3 separate regions of the Mus musculus genome follow, and regions 2 and 3 are each linked to region 1. The links are chromatin contacts, called in public Hi-C maps. All regions are on one chromosome and are shown on one strand. The core of a region is the stretch at or near the end of the contact, and the rest is flanking DNA. Distances in the headings are between cores, read along the strand shown. Region 1 has its middle 92 kb from the start of Gm39235. Region 2 has its middle 190 kb from the start of Cdh11. Region 3 has its middle 40 kb from the start of Gm32531.

Region 1 (4,449 bases), core at 1,225-3,724:
TGTTTCTCTGCCTTTTGCTCTTCTTCTCCCTTGGCATCTGGTCATCATGGTCCAGGCTGAACTTCTCTGGAAAGTCTGTCTTCTGGGAATGTATCCCTTTGGTTACAGTGCCTCCTGCTACCCAGATGTCTGGAGGTTGCTTCAGGGGGCCAACTGGGACGCAGACAATAGAGACAGGCTGGGAACCCTGGGTAGAAGGGGTGGAATATCAATTTTAGGCAAAGCAAGGGAATTAATTTGGAGGAGTGATCAGGGCAGTAGGGGTGCTAAAAGGATCTGGAATGTTAGTGAGGCACTTCAGAGTGGGAGGGGGAAGAAAAGAGCTGGGTAGAAACTCATCCAATTTCAAAGGTACTCAAGCAAGTCCCCTTTCCTGCTTCTTATCCTGTTCATTCAAATACATGAGTTAGGGTCTGGGATGTAGCTCAGCCAGTGGAGTGCTTGCCTAACAGGGCTGAGGTCCTGGTTTCTATAACCAGCACCCCATAAAACTATACGTGCCAGTAATTCCAGCATGAGGGAGGTAGAGGCAGGAGGACCAGACGTTCAAGGTCACCCTCAGCTATGCAGGGAATTGCAGGCCAGCCTGCCTTAAAACCAAAACATATAACATACACCACCTGGCTCAGTCTCTCAGCCAACTCCACCTCCAGGGGTGCCTCTTGGGGAACCTTTTCCCAGCAAGCTCGTTTGAAGCGTAGGGTATGCTAGAATAAGACCTTCTCTAGACAGCAGCTAAGCCCTAAATAAATATTCGGCAGTCATTTGCATACTGAGTCAGGCTGGTTTTCGTCATGATGGGGATTCCAGAAAAGGTTCTGGGACACTCGGCTTCTCAAACATGTCTGTAGAACAAAGGAAGGAACGCTTGCTGTAGCTCTCCACGTGCTCCTTCAGTGTCTTTACTAGGACTGCTCCTCCTCCAACAGGGCCTTCGGAGAAGAAAGGGCATGACTGATCTCGTCACCACCGTGGGCCCTATGCTGATCCCAAGAGCTTCCTTTCGCTCATAAAAACACAAATGAAAAGTACAGATGTGACCTTTCAAGGATGACACTTGAGATCTGAAGGAGCCAAGTCAAGCAACAGGAAGACGCCCACTGGAGCTTTTGAAAACTGAGGCTACGGTGCAGGCATGTTCAGAAGCCATGCTTATCCCCGTAGTTCCGTGAGGTGCACAAAGCAGTATGGTTATCTCTACCAAGATTTGCAGTCTCCACCTTTTCCTGGGTCCCCTCTCATGGCAAATAGCTGCTTCAGTTGCCACCACTAAAGCATTTTGTTACTTGTAAGTTCAGGTTTTATGATTCTAACTAAAATTTCAGACTTCCTCTGGAGACCCTGGCATCTCAGAGTACCTGGGGGACCTGAGAACTGGTTGACAAATGACTGAAAAAGTCAGAGGAATGCAGAGCCTCAGTGGGAAACGGAAGGATGCTCCTGAAAGAGGTAGAAAAAGCAGAGACTATTTAAGTTCTAAACACAGTGAGCCACTTCCCTCTCCACCTCATTCCTCTATCCTCCTTCTCTCACCCTCCCTTTTCCTGTTTTCCTTCCATCCTTTTTTCCTTCTTTTATTTCTGGCCAATAGGAGGAGCCCAGGCCAGGAGATAGGCGTCCTAATAAGCTATGCTTCCAGCTTAGCATTATGTTGCACCCTCAGGTTGCAGCAGGAAATGACACATGGTCCCTTTGCATGACATGATATTCTGAAGCTCTCTGTCCAGTTTGAGTGGGAAGGGTGTGTTCAGCAGCCAATAACTGTGCACATAGGAGTCACTGTGCACATAGGAGTCACTGTGCAGACACCCTGCTTTACATCCAATAGCTACAAAAGAAGCCCCTGGGCTAAGAACTGTAAGATCCACTGTGCAGAGAAGCAAAGGGGTCACAGAGGGGTACAGAGCAAAGGTCCTGGGTCAGCAATAAGGTATGTGAACTCAGGGCCAGGAGACAGCAGAGTGGGTGGGACCGAGTAAGTTGGAAGACACCGGTGCTGAGAATGGGGTCTAGGTTAGGAAGGCAGCGAGTGGTGCTGTGGTAGAGCAAGTGGTGAAAGATTTGCTCAGACACTCATGTACACCTATGGAATCCTAAGTAGATGCTCGTGAATGACCTAAGAAGGCACTGTCTCCCTGAGTGGAGAAAGAACTTAAGGGACAGAGGAGACATGTGTTGGAGGATGCCCCTAAGGTCACAGAAGCTGAGTGGGAGAAGGGCGAGAATGGGAAGAGGAAGAGAGGAAAGAAGACTGGTTGGGAGCTCCAAGTCCTGGATTCCGCTGTTGGCCAATGCAGGGATCTGGTCCTCAGTTTCCCCATCTATCAAAAGGAACTATTCTCAAACACTCTCTCTGTTCTGAGAGCCCTGGAAGGTCTGTGTGCTCCAGGATCTTCAAGCTCTTCCGAGGTCTGTGCCTGTTTGCTTTGCCCATTACAGTGGAGAAACCCTCACTGAAAAAGAATTTATAAATACACTCTGCTTTTTGACTTGGAGACATTTTTATTTTTTTTCCAACTTTCCAAAGTTCTGTTAATAGTTTAAGTGTGTGACTATCTTCCATCCTTGCTTCTTGGTGGGAGGTGGTGGGTGAGGGTGTTACGTTATTAATAAAATAGGAATACATTAGAGTATTTATTTTCATGTAACTTATGCAGGAAACATGATCTTTTGTGAAGCTTTTTTTGGGGGTGGGGCCTCAAACCTCTGGAAGCTCTAGATAAAGCTGAGGTCTTAGTTTGCAACAAAGCTCTTGACCCCTTGTGGTTTTTGGTTCTGTTTACTCTTGGCAAATATTTCGGGTTCAAAGGGAGATGCCTTAAAAGCTGTACTGGAAAAGTCTATAAAATCTGAACGCATCTTTGACATCAAAAAGCTCTTTCAAAGCCGCGGTTTGGTGGAGTAAATAGGAATGCCTCACAAACCATATGGGATGCATTTTCCATAACTGCTCTGCACTTGAATAACAAAGGAGAAAAGTTCTTGGCAAAGGGAGTCTGGGATTTTAATGACCCTTAAATATTTGGCTTCCTAGCCAGATGTGTTTTACCAGGCTGAAAACCCCGGTGGATAGACCCTGCCTCTCTCTCTGGCAAAACATAAGCTAACAGGGTGCCGCTGTTTGTGAAAAGATGTTTGCGCTTCATTGCAGAAAGCTTAATTCACCATGATTTCCTTAATTATCTACCCCTCCTCCAAACTGGCAGAACTCCCAGCATGCCTCAGAGCATCCATTCCGTTCCGTTCTGATCTGAGACTACAAGCTATTTGCGAGGAAGCCACAGAAACATCCCTACTTATTTGAAGTTGGGACCAAAGAGTTGAGACACAGATTGGGTTGGTTCTCCTTGAAGGACGTGGAGCAGGGTGGGTAGCTCAGACTCGTCTTGAGCGGCTATTCTTACCCTGACTGGAGGAGCTAAGGCAGTTCCTGCATGCTTTAAGATAAAACACGACAACACCCAGCCTGGGCTCTTCCCATCAAGTTTAGTTTCTGATTAGGAAGGAGCTCACCTGTTCTATAGATGAGTACTATAGACTATGAGTACATAGTACTCCGAGGGAGTACTAAGACTCCCTCAGAGTCATTTGGGAAGTCCATGCCTGGCTGCTTCGGGTGCCTTCCTGTTATTCGATACATTTGTGCTTGGGTGTATTAGTGGCTTTATCTCCTTCTGTGACAGAATACTTGACGAAACCAACTTAAAGGAGGAGCAACTTAGTTGGGTCTGCAGTCCTAGGTGAGAAAGTCAAGATGGCAGGAGCTTGTGGCAGCTCCCTGCATTGTATCCCCAGTCAGGGAGCAGAGAGTACTGAATGCTGTTGCTTAGTCGCCTTTGCCCCAGCCCCCTCCCACCCCTGCTTTTTAGGAGATCCCAGCTCATGGAATGGGGCTTCTCATTTAACCAGCCTAGAAACTTCTCCACAGACACACTTAGATATTTAGTTCTAGCTGGCAGTCAAGATTAACAGTTGATGGTCAGTGGTCCTCATCTCTACAGCAACCCAGAACTACTGTGCCTCTCATGTACTGACAGGTAGGTTGCTATCCCCGCAAAAGCTTCCCCGATAAGAGATAGACAGCTGCCGTTTCAGAAGGGGTGGAACCACAACCCAAAGACCAGGAAGCTGATGTCCAGTAGATATCAGAACCAAGACTAGGACCTACCCAAGTCATCAACAGTGTGGGTCCTTACTGGCTTGCTTACAAAACTAGGACAAAGGACAAAGATTTTCTAATATTCGATGTTTGAAAAAAAAATGGACACCAGGAGGGGCTGGCAAAGTGGGCAAGCTTCCTGCCTAGCTCTGAGCTGATGTGCTGGCCTGTTCATCGGTTCTAATAAAAATACAGCATAGAGTGAGAAGGAGAAACAGAAGCCCAGAGAAGTTAGGGGAACTTGGCAGTGGGAGCTCCAAGGCCTTTGTTCCTCCTAAGAGGTGAATACT
Region 2 (4,449 bases), core at 756-3,255, 840 kb after region 1:
ACCCTGATTTTCACCTTTGTGTGTTTATTTGCCTATTTTACTTGCACATTGGCCTGAGGATGTGGGAGAGTAAAGTTCTCCCAACATAATTCTTTATCCTGTGCTTTCACACAGTTCTATTAGTAGCTAAACAACAACTTGTCAGAACCAAAGCCTTTATTTTTACAGTTATTCCAGGAGACCTGTGCCTGCTGGCCATGACTATAAACAAACCTCAGTATGATACCCAGTAGGCCTCCTGGTCATCTTTATCCAATCCTTTTCCTGCATCTCAGCTTCTTCAAAAATCCTATGACTTTCTTTCATTCTCTCACAGCTTTGGGTATTTGCCATTGATCAGATACCAACTAGCAGTCAAAAAACATCTGAAAATATTTTAACTCACATTTTAGGTTCCTTAAATTTGCCCATTCTTTCCCTCACCCCATATTTTAGAAGAGATTTTCGTCTTTTAAAGACAGATTCGTCCTAATTATTGAACCTACCTTCCTCCACGTTCTACAGTTGGGAATTTAACAAAGGCTTAGCACAACTATAAGAAACGGCTTCTGATTAGAAGAGGAAGTCACTAAGTGTCCCATCACAGTAATGGGAATGAGCCACAAGTACTGATAGATCAGCACTTGTCACTTATTTCTTGCCTAAGTTGGGGGTTGGCAAGCTTCAGTTATCCTTCTTTCTTCATCTTGTCCTGCTTGCTCAGTGCTAGGGTTGCTGGACACTAATTGATGTTCATGATTATACAGCAAGTACTCTTAACCTCTGAAGCTTCTCTTCATCCTCCTTGTTTCTTTGCTTAAAATTCTTCTGATTAGCAACTATTAATTGTATATATTTATGGGGTACACTGTTATAAACTAATCTACATGTGTGCTGTATAAATATTATGTTAAGTTGGTTAACATATCTATTTATATCTCATTTCACTAGTGTTTGTTTAATATGTTTGGTGAAGATGGTAGAAATATATTCTTTTACCAAGTTTAAAATCTGGAAGTCTAAGGCTATATCATACACCAGATGACTGCATGGAAGCTAGAATGCATATCCCGTTCAAGGTTCACCAACTCAGGAAGTCAAGACAGAAGTTTGGTTGCCTCAGTGCATTTTGTAATACTCTCCTGTCTTGCTTCTTTGCATGCCAACCCCTGTAGCCACTGAACCGGACCACACGAATCTGAGCCATGTGCAACATCCCACGTGCACTGGGATTTGTTCTTATTGGGGAAATCTAAACCTCTCAATGCTTTATACAGAAGATTTGGAAAGGGCTGTTTCTCTCTTCTAGGCAACTATAGCTTTAGTTAAGGAAAAGAGAAGCGACTAGAAAGCTCCTGGAGAGTCGTGGCAGGGTCTGTTTGAAGTGAGAGCAGCCCTAGCAAATGTTAAGACCTGTCAATCACATCATGAGGTGGGCTTGTTAATGTGTGAAGTACTGAGTCTTTAATAATTCTGCAGCGAGGCCTGGAGGATTTGTAGAAGGAAACGGTTTTGAAAGGATTACTGAGACACCTGGCAAATAGACCATACCAAAACTCACTATTCTAAAAGGTAGTTCAGGGTCAATGCTAATAGAGTTGAAGTCTTACCTTTGCTCCGTATACTTACGGTACCTCAGGAAAGCCGCTTTATTTTGAGTTGTGGGCTATTTTTTGTTGTTGAGACCTTATGTAAAATGTTGAAATCACTCTGGTCAAATGTTACACTTGAGAACAGATACAATATCACAGAGTAATTGTATGCAGAGTACAGATCCAAACCTTCTTCATATATCTACATGGTGTTCAAAGAGCAAAAAAAAAAAAAAAGTTATGATTTTGTTTTGAAGCTTCTCTCTCTGATGTTTTACTTAACAGAGCTTCTGTGACCTCTCCCCTGTGCAGAAAACATCCACATTGTCCACCACAGAGAAGAACACTTAAACCACTGGCCAGGCCAGTGGAGACAGGATGTCCCTGTTGTCTCGACATCTGGCCACTTCAGCATAAGCCTCTAATTTTCTGTGGCTCTTTCTTGGCCTTCCTTCAACAAGGGAGGGTGGTGTGGATAATGAGCCCCATCTGTGAGGCAGCTGGGTTCCGGAGTCCGTCCCCCCCCCCCCCCGCCTTCTCTGTGACTTTGAAGAGGCCATCCATGTTCTGCCTGGAGGTCTTCCACTGTGGCCAGCGTCTCTGTTCTTTATTAGCAGTTGGGAAGAACACTGAAATGCTAAAAGGACAAAGTATATTAAGGTCCTATTCTAGGATGTGCTGAAACACACCAATGCGGAGGCTATCACTGTGGAAGAGCGTCTTGGGCACAGATAGTACTGTGCTCACGTTCAAAATGGTGTACATTTTCTTCCATTACTGCAGAACATGTTGTGTGGCAGATGAGAAAAACAATTGGTTTAGAGTCATCATGGGGGCTTAAAATTTAAGTTTTTCTGTGTGTAATTCTTAGTAATTCTAAATTCCTGGTTAATTTGAGTAGTAAAAGAGTCTACAGAGAAGCTTGAGTAATATCTTAGCCCTAAATAACCTTTACTTTATTTTTAAGAACAGAAGGTAATAGTTAAGCTAGACTGGCTTATTTTAAGATCTTAAAAACCAACTGACCTCTGTAAACCTAGAGGCTTCAGCATCGAAACAATGAAGTATACATAATGCTTTCCCTTTGTAACTTTTACTTTAAAATATATATTTATTTTAAAGAATAAATGAAAACTAAAATTGGTATAGTGGAGCGTCCTGAGATAGTGAAATACAAGTAACCAATGTGAACTATCTCTAGTTCTTCTAACAGGTATCCTTGTTCATGGTAAAAGCACCATCCAGCATCCTTACTTTTCATGCTCCTATTTACCTATGGAATTCTCCAAGGATCCAGTCCTCTGTGCTGTGTTGTACTGACCTGTTGCCACGTAGATGTTGCTAAGTGGATTGTGTATGAATGTGAGGACTTGCTCTATACTTTCCTCATTTGCCGAATGGGTCAGAAACAGAAATGATTCTGGCTTCACAGGCTAATAGTAACCAGTGAGCTTCTGCTACTTATCGATTCTGCGTAGTTACCCAAATTGCTTAGTTTTGCTGAGCCTCCATTTTCTTATATACAAAATGGACATCGGAAAGAAAAATGTATTCCTGCCGAATAGAATGTAAAACACTCCCGAGTGTACCTTGAATGTTCTCACCTAGTACTAACTTAAACTCTTTCAAAGCTGATTACTGTCTACCCCCCGTGTGTGTTTGTGTGTGTGTGTGTGTGTGTGTGTGTGTGTGTGTGTGTGTGCATACACATGTGTAATTTAGTTTGCCTGTGGTTATAATAACTTAGCAGTCAGGCCAATAATCTAATCAGAAACTGGTGACAGTGAGCTTGTAAATGTTTATCAGCTGGCCCTGTAGGAGGGTATGGAAGGTAATAGCTCTGACTTGTCTCTTGTGCCAGATTCTGTAGCTTAAATCCTCTCTTGAAGGCTGATTTCAAGTGACCTAGAAAACTGATCACAGAATCTGAAAGAAACGAGCACAACTGGCTCTTCTGATCCAGTAGGGGACTGGCTCCATAGAACATGGCATTTCAATCCTAAGTATGGTTCATGTGAAGATCGTTAGGGAGGAAGCCAAAGAGGGAGAAAGATAGTGACAGGGCACAAGAAAATACAGGGGAAGGAAAAGAACAATCACAGCCAAAGATCTGAGTTCATAGGGACCATTCCTTTCAATTATTGCATTTGCTGACAGGGAATCTGAAGAAGAGCAAAAACATGCTTCTTCTGCCTCACTGCTAAAATCCAGAGTGAACTGGCTTGGTTGTGACTCCCAGGACTTAAGACATACGATTCTAGGTCAAGAATCTTAGAGGGGAATCGGAATTAGTGAATAGAACTCCAGAAATAACACAATATTTCGAGTCAAATGAAACATCACCCTAGTTAAATCTACAACATGGTCAAGACTCCTGCTGAGAAGGGCTTCACTCAGTCAACTTGGACTCAGCTTACAGGCCTTGGAAAGCCTCTGCAGTCAGAGAACGGGCAGCATGTCCTAGCAGACATCCTCAGCACCTCACTAAGTCTGCAATTCTGCCACTAAAGGGGCTGCTGATTCCTGCTTAGGTGTCACATGGGACTGGCAGTACTAACCTGCAGCTATAAGCAATTAACATGCATGATCTCGAGAGAATTGCTGAGAAATCTGGCAAAATTACTCTGTAGTCTCTCCCTCTAGCATTTGTTTTGTAAAGGGAATTATCTCTGCTGTGTTTCAGGTTTGATTCCTTGTGATGTCACCATACACTAGGACTTGATGGTCTGACTGCCATGGGAAAGTTGGCGTTGCAGAAAGTTAGGAACTGGAATGCTCAGCGTCCTGGTTAATGACACCCCACTCCTGTGTGTCATTTGGGTATGCAATTATTTAAGAGGCAATGTGTGTGTGTGTGTGTGTGTGTGTGTGTGTATGA
Region 3 (4,449 bases), core at 1,285-3,784, 580 kb after region 1:
GGGAGAAACCATTTCGAATTTATATGGAGAACCTACATCAATGGCACTTATGCTGACCTGGAATTCTTCCATTCTGTATAAGATCTTTGCAAACAAAGGCCCAGGTTTACCTATCTATCTATCTATCTATCTATCTATCTATCTATCTATCTATCCATCTATCCATCTATTTTTGTCCCCGTGAATGTTCTTTCCCCAAAGAATAGATATTAGTATATTGTTTTGTTGTAGAGGGAATGCATTGTGAGTAAGAAGATTATGGTAATTATAAGGTACCATGTTTATCTTTGTGTATTATAACATATATTGGCCTTTCAAAGACACTGAGAAATTCTGCAATGGAAACTGGTTTATTTATCAGAGGACTTTCTGAAGTTATTTGACAGAGGAATTTTATCTTCTTTTTAGCAGCCTCCTTCCCCATTGTAAGTTATAAGGATTCCAAAGAAACCTGGAATAGAGAGTTCTTTGCTCAATCAGTGAATGAAATGTTGAGTTCACAGTAATGCCCTCTCCAAAACATAAGCATATCAGGCAGCTGCATAGACACGCCCACCCATGCATGCTTTTGTACTTTTGGAAACTTTAACCCCTTAGGTACCTAAGGTGAGCAGAAAGAAGGGCTTCTCATGATCAGTGCCAATATTTTCCAGTAGATGACTTTAGGTAAGCTTGGGGAATCCAGTTGATTATTTTCTTAAAGCATGGTGAACTTGGTACTAATGGGCTTAGAACTGAGCTGCAGTAACTGTGATGTAAGCGGGTGGGGGAGCACGATGGGCATGGTGCTCTGAAGTCCTGGGAAACCAAGACTCTTGGATAGAGAACACCAGTAAAGAGATGACAGATACTTTTTTAGGATAGTAGTAAGGAATTCATTGTCAAACACAAAGACTACATCCAGGAGGTCATCAGTCAGAGCGGGGATACATGAGAGGTGCCAGGGATACAGAAGGCTATCCTCTACTGTGTTCCAGAGATCTTTCTCCCAGCAGACTTTGAATGAAGGACCACCCCAATCTCCCGCCTACACACTACTACCCTTTTCCATTGCTAGGAAAACCTGGGTGTGGGGGGTCACATGTTCCACAAATCATGAGGAAAACAGCAATCTGCACCCACACATATATGAGAATGAATGCATGCACTTACCTGTGGGTATCAACAAATATTTGCAGATATTGGATACATATGTGTCAGGAATTGCAGGCATAGAGGAGACAGGAAGATATCCCTTGTGCAGAAGGAGATACAGCATAGTTTTATGGTAAAAAAAATATACTACACTCAAAGGTGCTCATCCTACATCATTGTCACAGCTTCTCTGTGTTCGCTGAAAGACATTCATCACTTACTCTCAGTGTATTCGTTTTTAAGGAGGATGAGCATAAAATTGAGGATCAAGGTAAAGACTGGAAGTAATGCAAGTAAAAGTTTCAGTGTAGCATGTATTCATTTAATGTCATTAAAAAATCATTATTACACCAACCTTTAAGCAGTATTCATAGAGTGATAACCGCAGAAGCTAACCTCTCTAGCAAGCAGTACGTTTCCATTCAAGAGTGTTGATGGATGAATGGAACTAGAATGTATTCCATACATGTAGGAAATTATTGACAAGTAAATCAGTAAAGACATAGGAAGAGTTGGATTAGGGAAAAAAAAAAGCTGTATTTTTGACAGTACCATCAAGGAGAGAGGGATGCGTTTGAAGTCATGGTCATGCTGTATTTTATTAAGAGAGAAAAAAAAAGTTGCCAGTAGCGCTCACATGTAACTTTGCCCCAAAATGGACAGAAGGATGTGTGGAACTGAACAAGAAAGCACCTGGTTGCTATTAACACAGTCTTCCATGTGACATTAACTGCTTTAACTGGAAAGCTCTAGGGGGAGAGAAGAAGAAAACGAAACAAAACGTTCTTTGGGGAAAAGGATTGAAAGAAATTTACAACTTCTTTAAATACCATGAGCGGATCATAAAATTGCAGTAGCTACTCAGTAGTATAAGCACACTGGTATAAAAAATCAGTCGTTCATGTATGCTCTTGGCCACACACTAGTCACTCCAAGTCAGCCAACAGTTGGACACTAGGCAGTTCTCAAAGCTCCTGTGCCAGGCATCCCACAGGACCCTCATATTCTCATGATATCCTATCCAGACTTCTAGTACATAGACAAAGAAAACCTAGATTTATTGAGGTCAAGTAACTTAGTCAAGGTACTGATGGTCTGAATTTATAACCTCTGAGTCCATTGCTTCAGAGCACACTGACAAAATTTCAAAGCCATGAATCAAGCAGTATGGATGTTGAAAAAAAGGTATCTGAGGTCCCAACATTTGTGAGTTCCATGTTAGGAGATGCCCATAAAGTCCCGTGTCTCTCTGATCAAGGGGCAAGCAGAAATGGCAGAGCCAATATGAGGCTGGGAAGTGAGGTTTCACGAAATGCCGAGTGGGGGACAGTTTCTTTCCCTTCCTTCCTTTCCTCCTCTCTGACTCAAGCTCCCCACCCTTTTCATGGTAGCTTGGTTTTACTTTCTTTGGCTTGAAAGCAACTTCTGGAAGACCTCAGCAGTCCGGAGACACGGAAGACAGTCAGCCAGAGGAAGACAAACAAAACTGACACCGAGCAAAAACTGCAAAGGCATTGAAAATGTGAGCTCTAATTTTCACTCCCCTGCATGAAGCCTGCCAGACGCAGGGCTCCGAAAGAGAAAAAGAGAAAATAAATCTGATTTGCTCTAAAAAACGGGCCAAAAATAACCTTGCTTTATCTTGCAGAAAAACACAGAAAATCTTTCCTTTCTTTCTGTGTGGTTGTCCTTTCTCCTTGGCTGGGACGGAGAGTAGGAGCCCCAGGCTCAGGCCTGGAAGAAGACAGTGGACCAAAACAGTCTATGGGACATGGAGATGCTGGGTTGTGAGCAAAGCTGCTGACTAAAAGCCCTGAGTTTGGCTAGGGACAGCATGCTTGAGGAAGAGGCAGCTGCTGGTCCCAGAGGATCTCATTTGCATATGCTAATCCAAAGTAATTTCTGATCAGTAATAGGCCCTCCCTGCATCCTCCAAAATATTTTCTGTGTTCTTGCTTCCCATCCTCACTGACCCTCAGAGTTTCTGACAGTTTTGCCAAGTTCTCTTCTCTGGACTCCTCTTCTAGGCTATTTTCATCTTCCTCAGGTTTTCTAAAATACAACTCCAATGTCCCTGTCTTCTGGGTGACACATCATCAAGTGCAGAAAACAGTCTCTATTAAATCCAGGGCAGCATTCGATTTGTCTCCCTCTGACCTCAGCCCCTCAGCCATCTTTCTCAATTTACCACATGTTTGTTTGTTTGTTTGTTTGTTTGTTTTTCCTTTCAGGGTTGGTCCATAAACCTACTTCGCTCCCTCCACTCTGCCTCCCCAGCCCCTTCTTTTATCTCCCCAATCTCCAGGACATTCTTTCTGCTCCAATGGTAGTTTTGCTCTGAGGGAAGAATTCTTTCTGCAAATGATATCTCAGTGACTTATAATTTCATTCCTGGAAAAAAAAAATACAGTTTTCCCGAAACCTACTGATAAGGAACCCAAGGTCAGAGAGGAGACAGCCCGTATTCAAAGTCACAGGCTCATCAGAGACAGAATAGATGCATGCACCCCATAAAACTGGGATGCAAACTCCTGTGATTGGCAGCTGCCTAGAACATGTGTATGAGGTTTCCTCAGTTCCTGAGCTCTCTAAGTGGCATGATGCTGCTTCTGGAATAGCAATGCTGGGAGAGAGTCCAGGTGTTGCTGCTGTTGGGGAGAGAGCTGATGATGTTGCCCTACACTGTTTTTGGCCTCTTAAATTTCTCCACAATACAGAATCTACTTTTAGCTCAGAAATCAAACACGGTGTTATTGTTCTTGCCAATTTCCTGTTTTAAAAACAAAACAAAACAAAACAAACAAACAAACAAACAAACATAATATCCTATTATTTTGCCAAGGGGGGATAAAAGTCCTGACCGAGTCAAAGTCAGTGTCCGTGAAGACACGGGAGCGTAGGAAAGAGGAGGCGGCTCCACAGTGAGTGTGTCCAGGGTGGGAAAGGGAGCTGGGATGTGTGATGAGAAGACTTTGGTGAGGAAGAGCCTGTCGAGGGGCTGTGGGTTCCTGACCTGAAGGAATCACCTCAAAGTGAGGGAGTCTCACTTACTCAGTAACAAGGCATGGCCAGGTCCCTCGTTTGTGTCATTTGCAACCCTGGATAATGTAGAAGCCAACCCTTCTGACATCTCCAGCCATGTGGATATATAGCCATATATATTGTATAATATATGTGGCATGAAAATGAAAATTCTGAAGACCTTCTTTGGACCAGCTAAGGCAAAATGCCTAATACTGAATTGAGTACTGTCTATATTCTTAATAAGATTTTTCATGGACTCTGATGCTGTTTTGTTTTGTTTTGGGGGGTTGT

The links. Hi-C and Micro-C count contacts between places; a contact is called where the count stands out from the background.
Region 2: a contact with region 1 is called in a Hi-C map of uterus, with 3 times the contacts expected there. The contact joins two enhancer-like sites. A contact is called at or near these places in 6 of 484 Hi-C or Micro-C datasets (cranial neural crest, nephron progenitors and uterus).
Region 3: a contact with region 1 is called in a Hi-C map of uterus, with 6 times the contacts expected there. The contact joins two enhancer-like sites. A contact is called at or near these places in 7 of 484 Hi-C or Micro-C datasets (nephron progenitors and uterus).

What each region holds. Positions count from the first base shown.
Region 1 is chr8:103,812,791-103,817,239 of GRCm38.p6, reverse strand. No RefSeq gene overlaps it. Among named protein-coding and RNA genes, the nearest start is that of Gm39235, 92 kb to the right of the region's middle. Within about 2 kb of position 2,474, at least 39 of the 459 cell types and tissues checked have an H3K27ac peak or open chromatin away from gene starts, as enhancers often do. A contact at or near this core is called in nephron progenitors and uterus, where this site is marked.
Region 2 is chr8:102,976,012-102,980,460 of GRCm38.p6, reverse strand. No RefSeq gene overlaps it. Among named protein-coding and RNA genes, the nearest start is that of Cdh11, 190 kb to the right of the region's middle. Within about 2 kb of position 2,005, at least 25 of the 459 cell types and tissues checked have an H3K27ac peak or open chromatin away from gene starts, as enhancers often do. A contact at or near this core is called in uterus, where this site is marked.
Region 3 is chr8:103,229,421-103,233,869 of GRCm38.p6, reverse strand. No RefSeq gene overlaps it. Among named protein-coding and RNA genes, the nearest start is that of Gm32531, 40 kb to the left of the region's middle. Within about 2 kb of position 2,534, at least 35 of the 459 cell types and tissues checked have an H3K27ac peak or open chromatin away from gene starts, as enhancers often do. A contact at or near this core is called in nephron progenitors and uterus, where this site is marked.